Regions from separate parts of the Anser cygnoides genome. Here region 2 is linked to region 1. The links are chromatin contacts, called in public Hi-C maps. All regions are on one chromosome and are shown on one strand. The core of a region is the stretch at or near the end of the contact, and the rest is flanking DNA. Distances in the headings are between cores, read along the strand shown. Region 1 holds the start of MGST2 (microsomal glutathione S-transferase 2). Region 2 holds the start of MAML3 (mastermind like transcriptional coactivator 3).

Region 1 (6,153 bases), core at 1,768-4,267:
GGCTACTACTTTATTTAATCCTTTTAAATCTGCTCTGCCACCACCACCAAAAATAGTCTGAGCTCATTGCACTGACATTCAGAGGATGGGACGGAAACAGGATCTGTCTTATTGTTTGGTAAAATGTCTGCAAAGCAGAGGACTCTGAATAATCAGACCTTAAAACAGACTGTTCATCCCTTCTCTGAGGGCCAGCGTGAAGTATGAGCATGACAGTGCCAGACAAGGGTGACAAACTAGTATTTAGGAGGTAGCAGGAGGGATATTTGAAGGAATAGAAGTATTTTCTTCCTCTTTCACCTGTTTCATAGTTCTGATAATTTTAAAGGCTGGGTATGGCCCAATGCCACACAGGCCCACATTCTTTGTTATATATCGTTTTAAGATAGAGTAAATTAATAAACCGCAGAGCTCACTACTGTTACTGCTGTAGCTAAACTGCTTTTGACACATGAGCTAGCCTCATACATTGTAATAGTGTTGATTTACCCTATAAATGTTTCCAATGAAATATATGAGAGTTCAGATGTTTTCCCTTCCAGCCAGAAGCTTCTATTCTTCAGAGCCTGTCTCCTAGAGGTGTTTAAAAATAAAAGATGCTGCACTGCCAGTTGGGACTGGCCTTTAAGAAGCTACACCCCCAGCACAGACTGAATCCTGCCCTTTGCAAAGCTCTTTTCAGCTCTTCCAGAGACAAAAACTGAGCAGCTTTGACAGTGTAACTCCATTAAAAGAGCTTATTTGATCAGCCTGGTTTCATGCTTAAAATGCTTTTGGTCTCACTACCCCAACCATCTGCTCTCTTGTGACAGCAGCTCTGCCACCCTGCTGGGATCTGCCTTCACTGCTGGGTCAACAGCAGCTTCTCTACAGACAGAAGAGCCAGCCTTCTTGCAGAGGTCTGCCAGGGAAGCACAGGTCAGCAAGAGACACGAATTTCCCATAAATGCTGGGGCTACGCAGACTCCCAGCTCTGACACAGCTGCTCTGTGAAATTTGCCAGTCCCTTCCCTACCCAATGGCTCAGTTTCCACTGCTGTAAACTACGCTGGGAGAGACCGTTTGTCCCTGTGGAGCACACAGGGGAAGTATGGTGCAGGACTAAAACACCACCAAAGCGTGGTAAGGTCCCACCAGTATTTCTGATTTCACATTGCATTTCACTGTTCAGAGCCTCTCTTCTTGCTATTTGGCTTTAGGCAGCTGGAGAAAACGCATGCATTTACAACAGCAGAGATAAGCAACGCACACATAAAATACATGCAAGCGGCGGAAATACAAAATCAAATGACATTCCTTAAGAGCAAGCTGAGGAATCAGCCTCAGACAAGCTGCCAAAATGTCCTGACATAACTGGAGAAACCTCTTAGTTGATCCTGGCATTTATTTATACATTGGGGCTTACACACATCATAAAAGCTCTGGGCATCCAAGATACTACTGTATTTGCACAATCAGAAATAAACCCAGCCTAAAAGCCTTATTTTGTGTGTGATCCGATTTTCTGTTACTGAGTTTCACAGGGAGGAAGCATAACTCTATATCAAATTGTCTGTGGACCACATTTGACCAATGGCAATATAAATCTATAGGCAACTACAAACTCCCTGCTACCAGCAGAAATTGAACATGTTCTTAAGCATACCCTAGCTCAGCCGTAATGGCCATGTATTTTATAACGATTCTGCGGGTTTAATCCCTATCCTAGATTATATTCCTGCCTACCTTTAAATCAAACTTTGGTGGACTTCACATGCCCATTGCCATTTTGAAATTCACGTACTTTGAATGATGTCGGAAAGAAAACATGACTTCAGTGTCAGCTGGCCTTAAAATGCTTAGCTCTTATGGGTTTAACTTTTCAAACTGACCTTTCAAACTTTCCAATAGCCAGCCCTGTGTTAGTTTTCCACCATTCCCCTATATTGGCAGGGTGACGATGCTTTGAACATCCTGAGCCAGCCTCTAAAAGCCGAGAAACTGTCTTGTCAGAAGGCCAACCCCTTACTACAAGAACAGTAATTAAAGTGCATAAATCAGCACTTAAAGAGTTACAAAGCACCAACATTCAACTGCTGTTATTAAAGTATACCTACTGTTCCAATCTTTAGAAAGAACAATATACTGAATTAACACCCAACAAATTTTACCGTGACAATTTTTACAATGAAACAACTGATTTAAAGTTCTTTTTACTTTTGCCTTCAAAATTAACATATTTGACTAACGTCAAGGAAATACCCCACTGTAATGTCAGTTGGAGACAATGCAGACAGATAATCCTGGAATCACAAACACACAAAAAAACCAAAACAACCAAAACAAACACATTACACTGGTTTTGTTCTGGTGGACTCATGGGATCACAAAGGCTAACAACACTAAGATTCCTGTTAGTTAAAGCTAGCTGATTAAAAAAAAAAAAAATCCTTGAGAGAATCTCTCCTAATTTTAGTCCTAGGCATAAACTACAGGAAACGTACTCCAGACAATAAAACGAGGGGAGATTTTTCTTTCTCAGTTGTTTTACCCTTTGAACTACCCTGAGCGATTTCCTTCTGCGCAGTGACTGTTTGTAAGCGGCTGTCATGTCGCCCACAGGAGCCCAAGTTGTACATACTCGGCAAAACCGTAAATCAAGGGTAGGGACAGTACAAAGCTGCGCTCCCCCCGCCACGTCTCCTGCACCTGCTTCTTCAGAGCAGCACCACCGGTGATGGATGCAGACCTCGCTGCGCTAGACCCTGTACAAACAGGGAACAAAGTCTTCGCCCCCAAAGAGATTACAACTGAAGTCTAAGACTTAAAAGAACAGCTGAATCCACAGAGGCAGGCATGGCTGGTTTTGTTCTCTCTGTGCTTTCACGCAGGCAAGAGGCAGGCAGAGCCGCCTGACTGCATTTGAACTTTTTCATGAGAGAAAAATGGCTGTAATTTTGCACTCATTTTAAAAAGCCGGGCTATTTTATTTCCTTTGTTGCGGTGCCGAAAAGCACTGCAACTCCCCCACCTGTTGTTTTTCCTTATTGCTCACTCGAGCTCTGAGCTCTCTCCCCTCCACACACACCCTGCTCGCACGCGGAAGTCGCCGGGATCATGGCTGGTGACTTCACCTTGCTGGCTGCTGTCTCCCTCCTGTCTGCCTTCCAGCAATGTAAGATCTGCGGGGCTGCAGGGCTGGGGCTCGGGGAGGTTTGCGCCGATTCTGCAGTTCTGGATGTTATGTGATGACAAACTGGTTGTCGTGTAACTTTAATTTCTGGTGCCTCCTAAGTCGTTTCTCACTGGAGCATTGTTTGCCCTCTCTGTAGCCCGAGAGGGAGTTGGCTCAGTGGGACAGGTTACTTTTCCCCGTGGGAGAAACTAATTTATTTTCAATTCCATTTTGTTTGCTGACTCTTTTGAATCGTACTATTGTGAGAGCTCGCAACTAGCTGTAAAGTTACCCAACGGCCACATCGTGTCTTGGTTTCGATTCTTATGTAGGCAGCTATGCAACCCAAAACCTCAAAAACTGAGAGTAAATTTGTCAAATCAAGTACACCAGCGCTGGACTGAAAGCACTGTACTGTTTCCTGAAATAGCCAGACGCACGCTAAGTACCTGAAAGGGAAGAGGAAAGCAAACTTTTACACCAGGCAGCAAGAATAGAAGGTATTCTGCAGCACATCCTCCTCATTACAAATCTATTTGGATCTTAAAGAAATATTTTATCCCCTGCTGATGTACCTCTGAGAATCAAGGACCAGGAAAAGAAGTGGGCAAATCTGCAGCACTCTTTTTGATTTGCATCTCTCATGTAACTGTGGTAGCGTTTTTACTTCTTGTAATTATTTTCTTCTATATACATTGATTCATATAGTTGTGTTTACATCAAGAAACATGATGCTCTTTGAAGGCATTTGCAGTATACTAGGATGAGATTAGAGCAAGTTAAAAGTAATTGCTTCATCTTTTTTCCAAATATCTATAGCACTGCAACTTAACGGATGTGATGCAATTGTTTGTTCTGAAAGCCTCAGCTGCTGAAACACTTGTACCTAGCAGGAAAAAAAAAAAGCCTGAGAATGTGACCCTTCCAGGTTAAAAAAAAGCCCAACACAACAGAAAGCAAGTAGAAAGCACTTAAAATTTACATTCTTTTTCTGTCGTCAGATCAGCTGTAACACACTCTTGTGATCTGCACAAAACATTGCTATTTCTGGCTGGTGGCAATATTTACCATCAACTTCTGTGAAAGTTCAACTTGCCTGCCCTGACTTTTAGCACAGAAATGTTAAGAGTTAAAAGCAAAAACACACATTATGTGGAAACCTAGTGCCTTTTGAAAACACAATGAATTGTGCAGATACCAAAAAGGGGAAGGGAGGTAAAAATACACACTTCCTTGTGGTGTTTGGTCCATATTAGTTATTCTAGTTAAAATCACTGAAAAGTCAGGATAACCTGTATTTTAACTTACACATTGGGCAGTCCAACATCAAGCCCAGAGAGAAACCTTGGTAAGAACCTGATCTGTTAATCTGATTTAAATCACAGCGTGGTTTACTTTTAGCATGGATAAACCAACACAGATCAACTATTGTGAGTTCAGCTGAGCATTGTGAAGCTGGTAGTGTAAGCATGTGCTATAACCAGCTCGTGTAAGGGACGCAGTGCAGAGCGTGACCAATTGCTGTGAACAAAATACAACATACACAGCACTTAGTGCTCTGTTTGCTCTTCTGTTTATTCTGCTGAGCCTCTGGTCCCGAGCTAGAAAGTTGCTACAGGCAAGACAACCTCTCTGAAGCAGTGCTGCAAGTCAGGTTTCACTTAACCATCATCAGAGATACAGAAAGACAAGGTTTTGTGTCTCAGAATCGTGAGTTATTCAAAAATTTATTTATTTTTAAGTTGCAAATTAGCATGCGCTATCATATACTGTAATAGAAGAATCAGCCTCTCTACAGGCTTTTTAAACACAAAATACTTGAGCAATGTTCCTTGAAAGCCTGATTTATCCTGCATTTTTAGTGTAAGGATATTAACACAGTAACCATAAACGCCACCTGAAAATGAAAGCCAAGAAAAAAGAAAAGGCCAGCAAAGGCAAGTGGCGCATACTTTGTAACTACCGCAGTCACGTCATTTAGCCTGCTAGAATTGAACACGTCGATACAGGGGAAGAAAAAGGCTGGGGAAATCTTTACTTCCTCCTGCGGCAATGCTTTCTGGCGTGCTCACAACAGCACCTCCAGTGGGTGGGCAGCAGGGCTCTCCCATTGCTTTGTTATTTATTTCAGCCCTTGTTAAACCATCATCACAGAACTTACACTTGGAGCCACATCACTGCTTTCCATTCACCAGAATGGAACCGAAAGGCAAGTTGCATTCAGTTAACCAAAAATACAGCAATTATTTCTCTCCTCAGCTCTTTTTAAGTCCCTGGCTGGCACCTGTCCTGTTCTGCACATGGGGTTCACCTTTTCTTCTAAGGTGACAGGCATGACCCTGGTCCCCCACACGGTGCCACAGCTTGGTTTTCACTGGCAGGTGAGAACCCACTTGCCCCTCACTGAAGCAGGGTCCCTCCTCTCTGATCCCAGTGGAAAATGCTTCAGGAGCAGGTTTTACACCGGGTGGCCGCGCTGCCACAGCCTGGCCACAAACCCAGTGCCACACGTGGTTAACCAGAGCCTCCCACGTGCGATCTCTGCCCCTCAACGAGATGCTTGCTCAGCAGGCAACACCAAGGGCAACCCGCGGTACGGCTGAGGCCAGGGTTGCACCATGGCCTTGGGGATTTGCTTCGGTTAGTCGTGCTGAACAAACAAGAACGATTTGGCCCTTGCACTGCCTTAATCTCCTTGTTTTCCTCAGTAGGCTTAGTTCATCCAGCACCCTTTCAAGGCTTTTTTTCTCAGCTAATTTGGATGCAAGGAGTCGCCTTGGTTTGCCTTAGTTCCTCAGCAGAAAAAAAATGGTCCCAGACTGGTCGTAAGACTTGTAGGGCTCAGTGAGGCAAAAAACAAGGAATGCATTGCTGGGTACAAATGCCTTTGCTACAAAACACTAGGGCTCACCTACCACTTCTGGCTGATGAGCCAGGCAGCATTTGCCAGACAAAAAAAATTATAGTAATACTTTTGAAAGTGGCAGAAGCCAAAAAGC
Region 2 (7,175 bases), core at 785-3,284, 230 kb after region 1:
TTGTGCGCCCTGCAGACGGCGAGGCCCCGGCTGCCCCCTGCCCGGGAGAGGACGGGGGGGGGGCGCCGGGACACCCGGGCGCTGCCCCCCCGGAGCCGTGCCGAGCCGTGCCGCCGGCCGCGACCTGCTATAAATAAGGCCGGCGCTGGCAGCGGGTCGCGGCTCCCCCCGCGCCGCCTTTGATTATTCATCATGGGAGCGGGCTGGGAGTGGGAAACTCCGCTTCCTACTCGCGGCTCCGCTCCGTGCGGCTCAGCCCCCGCCCCCTGCCCCCCCCCCCCCCCCCGCCGCTCGCCGAGCTCCTTAAAACCCGAGCAAACTTTAGGAAGCGGCTGAGCGCAGCCTGCTCTCGCCTGGGGCGCCGGCTGCCGGCCTCTCCCGGCGGCGGGGAGCGGAGCCCCGCGCCCCAAAACACGCACCCCACGGCCCCGCTCCCCCCACCCCCCCAAAAAAAAAATATAAAAACACAACAAAAAGTTTGCTCGCTCCATGCAAGTTGCGCGAACGCCCCCCCCCCCCCCCCCCCCCACACACGCTCCGTGCCCGAGGCCGAGCCTCCCTCCCCTCCGGTGGGGGGCCCGTGCCGCCCCCTGCCCTTACCATGATCAGCGTGTGGTTCCTCTGCTCCGCCGCGGCGGGCTCGGCATCCTGCTGCTGCTTGCCCTGCTGCTGCTGCTGCTGCTGCTGCTGCTGCTTGGCGCCCGTCTTCTTGGCCCTCTGCTCCAGCGTCCTCTGGTAGAGGCTCACCGTGTCCCTGCGCTCCAGCTCCAGCTGCTCCGCCTGGGCTTGCTGGTACCTGCTCTCGCAGCTGACATGGTGCCGCCGGCAGCCCTCGATGCGCTGCCGCAGCCGCTCCACCACCGTGCTGTGCTTGGGGACGCCGCCGCCGGCAGCATTGTTCCCGGGGGCGGCGGCGGGCGGGCCGTGGGGGGCGCCGCCGACCCCGAGAGCGGCCCCGCCGAGCCCGCCGCCCAGGTTATTGTTGATGCAGATGCCCCCGCCGTTGGAGGCGGCGGCGGGGGCCGCGAAATCCCCCATCGCCTGCCCCGCGCGCACTATTTTGGAAGAAGTTTGGAGCCTGCCCCCGGCGCGCACGCAGTCCCCTCCGGGGTCCCGGCGGGATACTTTTCAGAGGGCCGCCGGGGGGAGGAGGGGGCGCCGGCATGTAGCGGGCGAGCGGCGAGCCCCGGCGAGCGTCCCTCCTCGCCCCCAGCCAATCCCCCTCGAGGCTCTCCAAAACATGAAGCGGGGAGCGAGCGGCGGCGGGGGGGGAGAGGAGGAGGAGGAGGAGAGGGAGGAGGAGGAGGAGGAGGGAGGGAGAGAGGGAGGGAGGGAGGAAGGCGGCGAGCGGAGGTGCCGGGAGGTTATCGCCGGCGGCGCGGCCACCCGCACGGCCAGCTGTGCTGCTGCTGCTGCTCCTGCTGCCGCTGCCGGTGCTGCTGCTGCTGCTGCTGGGGCGGCCGCCCCCGGGCGCTACGGGGCCGCTGCCTGCCCCCCATCGCCCATCGCCGCGGGACCGCCTCCTGCCCCCGGACACCGCTCCGCCGCCGGGGAGCGAGCCGCATGCACGCGCGCGGGGACGCGGGGACGCGCGCCCCCCCCCACCCCCGGTTCTCCGCCGGGCACGCGCCGCGCGCCCCCCCGGCATGGAGCGGGGCGGGGGGGCCGGCGCCGGGGCTCCCCGCCTAGAGAAAAGTTTTGGGGCCGCCGCCGCGCCGCGCCCGCTGCCCGCCCGGCCGCATACCGGCGGGGGGGAGCCCGGCGAGCGCCCGCGGGGCCGGGGCCGGGGCCGGGGCCGGGGCCGGGGCCGGGGCCGGGGTCGGGGGGGGCAGCAGCAGCAGCGAGGCTCCGGGGCGCTGCCCCAGCGCCAAGCCCGTGCCGCGCCGCTCCGCTCTGCGCGCTGCTGCTGCTGCTGCTGCTCCTGCCGCCGCTCCTGCCACCATCACAATGATCGAGCGCCCTCCTCCTCCTCCTCCTCCTCCTCCCGCCGTGCCCGCGCAGCGCTAGCAGGACGGCGGCGGCTCCCCCGGGCCGGCGGGGAGGCAGACCCGGGGACGCGGTGCAAAACCCGGCGCGGAGCCGCCCGGCAGGAGCGGACGGCTCCCCCGGCACGGCTCCCCGCGGCCGGAGGGGGCCCGCACCCCCCGGAGGGCTCCCCCGGGCCGCGGGGCTCCTGCCCGCGGGGACGCCCCCCTCGTTCTCCTAAGGGGGATCGGGAACCGGGGAGCACGGGGCGCGGGGCGCTGCTCCGCAGCCGGCTTTGTCTGCTCCAGCCGCTCGGCGGGTGACATTTGCTTTTCGCCTCGTCCCCATCGCGGCGGCGACGGCACCGGCCGGCCGCACCTTGCGAGGCCCCCCCGGGACCAAGGGGCCTGCCTGCCCCCCTCTCCCCCCTTCCAACTTTCCTTCAGCAGCAGCCCGAGGAGCGTAGCTGCCGGCTGCTCCCGGCGCTCGCCCCTCGCTCAGCACGCGGGGAGCAGCCCCAGCTGTGCTCGGGGGGGGGCTGCGAGCCCTGCCTCGCTTGCGGGGGAACCTCTTCAGTCCTCCCTCCGGCCCCAAAACACCCCTGCGTTGCTCTCCTGCAGACAAACGCGCGTAAAAAGGCCGAATGCGAGGGCCGGCGGGGAGACCCGGGGGCTGTCCTGGTGGTTTTTGTGGAAGCGGAGTGCCGGCAGGCCAGCGCCTCGGCCGGCGCCGCTCAGGTTGAACTTCCCAGTACTTTTTTGGGCTCCTCCGCAGTGCCCCCTGCAGCCCGCAGCCGGCACGCAGACAGCTCGCTGCAGCGCTGCTCCGAGCCCAGCTCTGCCGGGACACCGAGACACGCCGGAGGGCTGCCGGTTATCCCCGTGCTGTTACTGCTACTTGTAGGGGCTGCTCCCTGGGGCATGTCCCAGCAGCTGTCTTGTTTTCCTCACGACTAACAATATGCATCGCTTCTCAGGCCACACGGAGTAACACATCCCAAACTTTCCGCGTTCCGCTTGGGCAGCGAGCACGACATGCTATATCAAGTGCATGCTGCATTGCTAGAGAATTAAATTCCAGCATACTCTGAATTTAGGCTTTTTTTTGTTGTTGTTAAGTCTCTCATCTACCTATTTTGCTTCCGCCAGGGGACGATGATTTGAGCAACAGGTTGGTAGTAACCAAAGCGCTTAATGTTTGAAGTCTTGCAAACAGATGCATCATCAGGTCTGTGAAAAACATCTGAATACGTTCTAAAAACGGTTGATTCTGATCAAAAGACACGTTTGAACTGGCTGAGGTTGAAACAAAGCCGAGCAAAATTGTAGCCCTCTGTTTCCCCATTCATGTTAAGAGCAAAAGTGGTGATACTTGCATTAGTCTACAGCGCAACCTTGTAGAAGACAGAGCACTATCCCTGTGTCTAAAGACAATCAACAGAATTAGCACTTCATAAAAACGTCCATTACCTGTGTCATTTTGCAGTCGTCATTCAGAACCCAGGAGCTACAAGTAATAATTTTCATCCAACAGGAGAGTTTTCTTTTTAAAACCAAGTCCTGAATGGCAATTGTAAAGCAGCATAATAGAGATGAGATTTCACAGTTCATTTTTGCGTTGCTTTTATTTTAAGGATACTTACACAAACAATTACCGGCTTCTGAAGAAACATGGCCAAAAACTGCTATTTAGGGAACTATTTAAATTCAATTTTTGCAAAGGACAACGTTTCTGCTAAGCCAGCGAGTCTGAATAAATACAAGCTGAAAAGAAAACGTCAGGTTGGAGCTTGGACAAGGCAAGGAGGAGAGAGACTTCAGTGCTGTTCTGCTACCGCCTGTCGTCATCCAAACAGATGTTCCTCGCAGCCTTGACCAAACAACTCTGTAATCAGACACAAGCACAGACTCACTCGTGATAGATGTGTGCACTTATATCCGTGACCATGGTCTTGTGAGCACTCACCTTTTTATGCAGTAGTTCACCTTGCACGTGGAAATATTTGCATTTGCTCTACGCTCTTTTCTTCCCGAGCATCAGCTTCAGAAAACTACCGTCACGACTGGAATTTTAAAGGAATCAAATACATCGGAGGTCCAAGTGATATAAGATGAACTTGCTGATGCCAGCAGTTGAACACTAATGCCTACCAGTATCAGCTGACAGGACGCTAATTGCTGGTTACAGGAGATGATTGCTTGGTAAAGGATCTATTCAGTGAGTTACGATTTTGAAAAATTATAAAGTGCAGGCCCGATCTGTGAAAAGATACGCAGTATGAAAATACAGCATACGTTCTCAAGATGATTATCATGACAGAGATCTGTCTAATTAGGAAGAATCTATTTTAATGCTAAGATATGAAAGAGCCCAGCTGGGAGAGGAATTTAGAGGAAGACACAGAAACATGACTGTTAAGCTGACAGCAAATGCAGCCTAAGCATGTTCCAATGACAGCTTCTAAAAAAAATTCATCTCAGCATTTAATCAATAGTGGCTTCAGAACAAGTACAGCCTTACAGATAATCTAGCTAGTCGTATTAGTGGGAGGAGCTCCAGAAGTAATATAGAAAATAAGTCTTTGCAGAGCAACACACTGAAACCACTTCCCCTTTGTCAGCTGAGCTAGGGGTTATCCACTAGATGGGCAAACATTAAAAATACCAGGAGGATAAACACGGATCACACTGTATCAGGAACCAGAGATTTAATTCCTGGTGCTGCCACTCAGGTTGGAAGCTGTAGGTTTTGTGGCAGCAAGTTTCGAACCATCTCGGGCAGCAGATTAACCTTCTGAGTGGCCACCTGGGTAGAAACCTTTCCGAAAGCTCCAACTATAATTAAACGGTTTATGTCTAAATCGATGCACGGCACGGTGACACGGGTATCTGCTGGAAGCCTAACCTGGCGTCCACAGCTCAGCGTGTTCACTGAATGTAACTTTGAAAGCCACCTGACAGACACCCTCTTGGGTCTGGACGACGCATCCTTACACAATAAAAAGGGTTTCAAAAGATTTCTGCTGAAGGTTCTCTTGGGTACAGATATGTAAGCGAGCAAATCAGGTGTACTTCAGTTACTCCTATAAGCTACTTATGTGCATGTTGCCTAATACACCTGTAGTCAAAAGAGAGTAACACCATTGTCTCCAGAGTAGTTAAAAGCAAAGCCACATAGTAGCAGGCTGATTCAAAACACAACAAAACCAAACACAACACAACCTCCACAAATGCGTATGTGAAATCCAGCTACAGCATAGCAGCATGGCTAAAATTCTCTTGACAGAAGGGGTGGCCACGAGCTACGGTTGTCAGAAGATCCACAGCTGCAGGAATTCTCCAGGTGATGAACCACATCTGGAGCAAAAGAAGTCGCTCTAAATAGTTAAGGAAAAAGTCATCAAGGTTGAAAAGGAACAGAAGAGCAAAACAATGAAGGGAGGAAGGGGAAGCAACAAAGAAAATCAGAAAGCCAGTTAAAATTGCAGAAGTCAGAACTCTAAGATAGACTGCAGGAAGTGGAATGATCACTATGTGTAAATACAAAAAAAAAAAAAAAAAGAAAACACCCTCAAAACTATGTGCCTGCCAGCCTATACATTTCAAGTTGTAGAACAGGGGGAATCCAAGTCAGAATTTTTACAAAATCTTTCAAGCTGTAAACATAAGTGAAAGCTCCGACTCAGCAAGGTATTACAGCAAGACAGTCACATGGATTGAGACACACACATGCTGAATCTGGGCTGAAACATGGGGAAAGGAAACCACCTGTGCGCTCCTTCTCTCCCGTTATGATTACAGATAGATCACAAGAATGTAAAAACAGTAAGTTTAAGATTAAACACCTATGTTTTGCTTAAAGGAAGCTTCTTACCTCAATTCTCTTTGGTTTTGCATCATGTGCAACTCTGGCAAGGGAAGTGCAAGAAAAATTCTAGAAGTTGGCACTTGGCAAGATCATTTGTTCCCCAAGTACCTCAGTATCTAACCCTTTACAGCGGGGGCTACGCCTGCATAATGCTGCCCCAGCTTTTGGGGAACCTAGTATTAGATTATCCAATTATAATGTAACACATGATTACGTGATTATAAATATGCATGCAAAATTCAGCAAAACAACTTGCATTGTGATTCATTCCACGTATGTTATCACTAGCTATATAAACAAATTTACATACTCAAGCAAGTTTCCAGGACAGCAGTAAGAAAAAGCCAAGACATAAACAAGATGTCTCCTCCAGCCAGGGGAGAAACGACCCGTCATGGCAAGGCTTTCGCATGTGCTTTAAGAAGAGAGAACTCTGAATGAGGTTCCAGACTGTAAATGCCTCTAAGTCCAGAAAGTTAACCAGTGCTAACAGACCTTCCCGAAGCTTTGAGAAGGCAGAGCTTAACTGTAAATTTTTCTCTTTGATAAATCTCTCTGATTTGGTAGCAATAGTCTCAGCAGACAGCCTCACACAAAATAAAAGAGAATTTTCCTCTCAACCTTCTAGCCCAAGTTCAAAAACTACTTTTGACTTTATATCGATGGTAATAGTCCTACAAAGAATATAAACTATGGGTCTGCGCTTAAGGCACATGAACAGAAACATCAAGGGTTGTGTTCTGTCCATTATTCGTGCACAGAGAGCAGCCCATAGGTTTTCATTTGTCATTAACAGCAGAGCTAAATAGGTATATACAAAATCTTGAGGGACACTCCATCCCTTTTGCACCTATTTCTCACCCAGCCTTTTGGCAACTACCCTACATACAATCCATGCAGAAATTTGCAACTATTGTTAAAGTTATTTTCAAGAAACAGAAATGCTTTACATTCCTCCCCATGCCAATGCGCTGGCTGGTATTGCCATTGTTTCACTGCAACTGCTAGAGTTTACAATCTACAAATATACATGATTTTTAATATTTTTAAATGTCTCTGATACAAGAGATGTGGCCACAGGGTGCTACGTAATGTTTTGGACCACTTTAGATGGCTCCCCAGCCAGTGCAACAACTATAGTTTACAATCTACAAATATACATGGCGTACATAAAATACTGTATTAAAAGTACATCACTGAGGTTGCAGTTTTGCAGTCAATGAGCTTAAAACCACCAAAATCAAAGTGCTTGTGAAATCTTTATTTGGCTTCCTTGCGTAATCCACAATATGATGAAGTTTTCAAATACACCCTTGCAAACTATTTTTCCACAGGATGTTTGC

Evidence for each region. A called contact is a pair of places that touch in the nucleus more often than the background predicts.
Region 2: a contact with region 1 is called in a Hi-C map of liver, with 1.7 times the contacts expected there. The contact joins the promoter of MAML3 here to the promoter of MGST2 in region 1. A contact is called at or near these places in 2 of 7 Hi-C or Micro-C datasets (both in liver).

The regions. Positions count from the first base shown.
Region 1 is chr4:40,970,386-40,976,538 of Taihu_goose_T2T_genome, forward strand. MGST2 (microsomal glutathione S-transferase 2) reads left to right here and starts at 3,018. Exons shown (of 5, transcript XM_013189180.3): 1 at 3,018-3,154. The coding sequence starts at 3,097.
Region 2 is chr4:41,205,912-41,213,086 of Taihu_goose_T2T_genome, forward strand. MAML3 (mastermind like transcriptional coactivator 3) reads right to left here and starts at 2,035. Exons shown (of 5, transcript XM_048074966.2): 1 at 601-2,035. The coding sequence starts at 1,038. It overlaps LOC106046692 (a long non-coding RNA gene), which reads right to left. Exons shown (of 5, transcript XR_010831471.1): 5 at 3,748-4,223.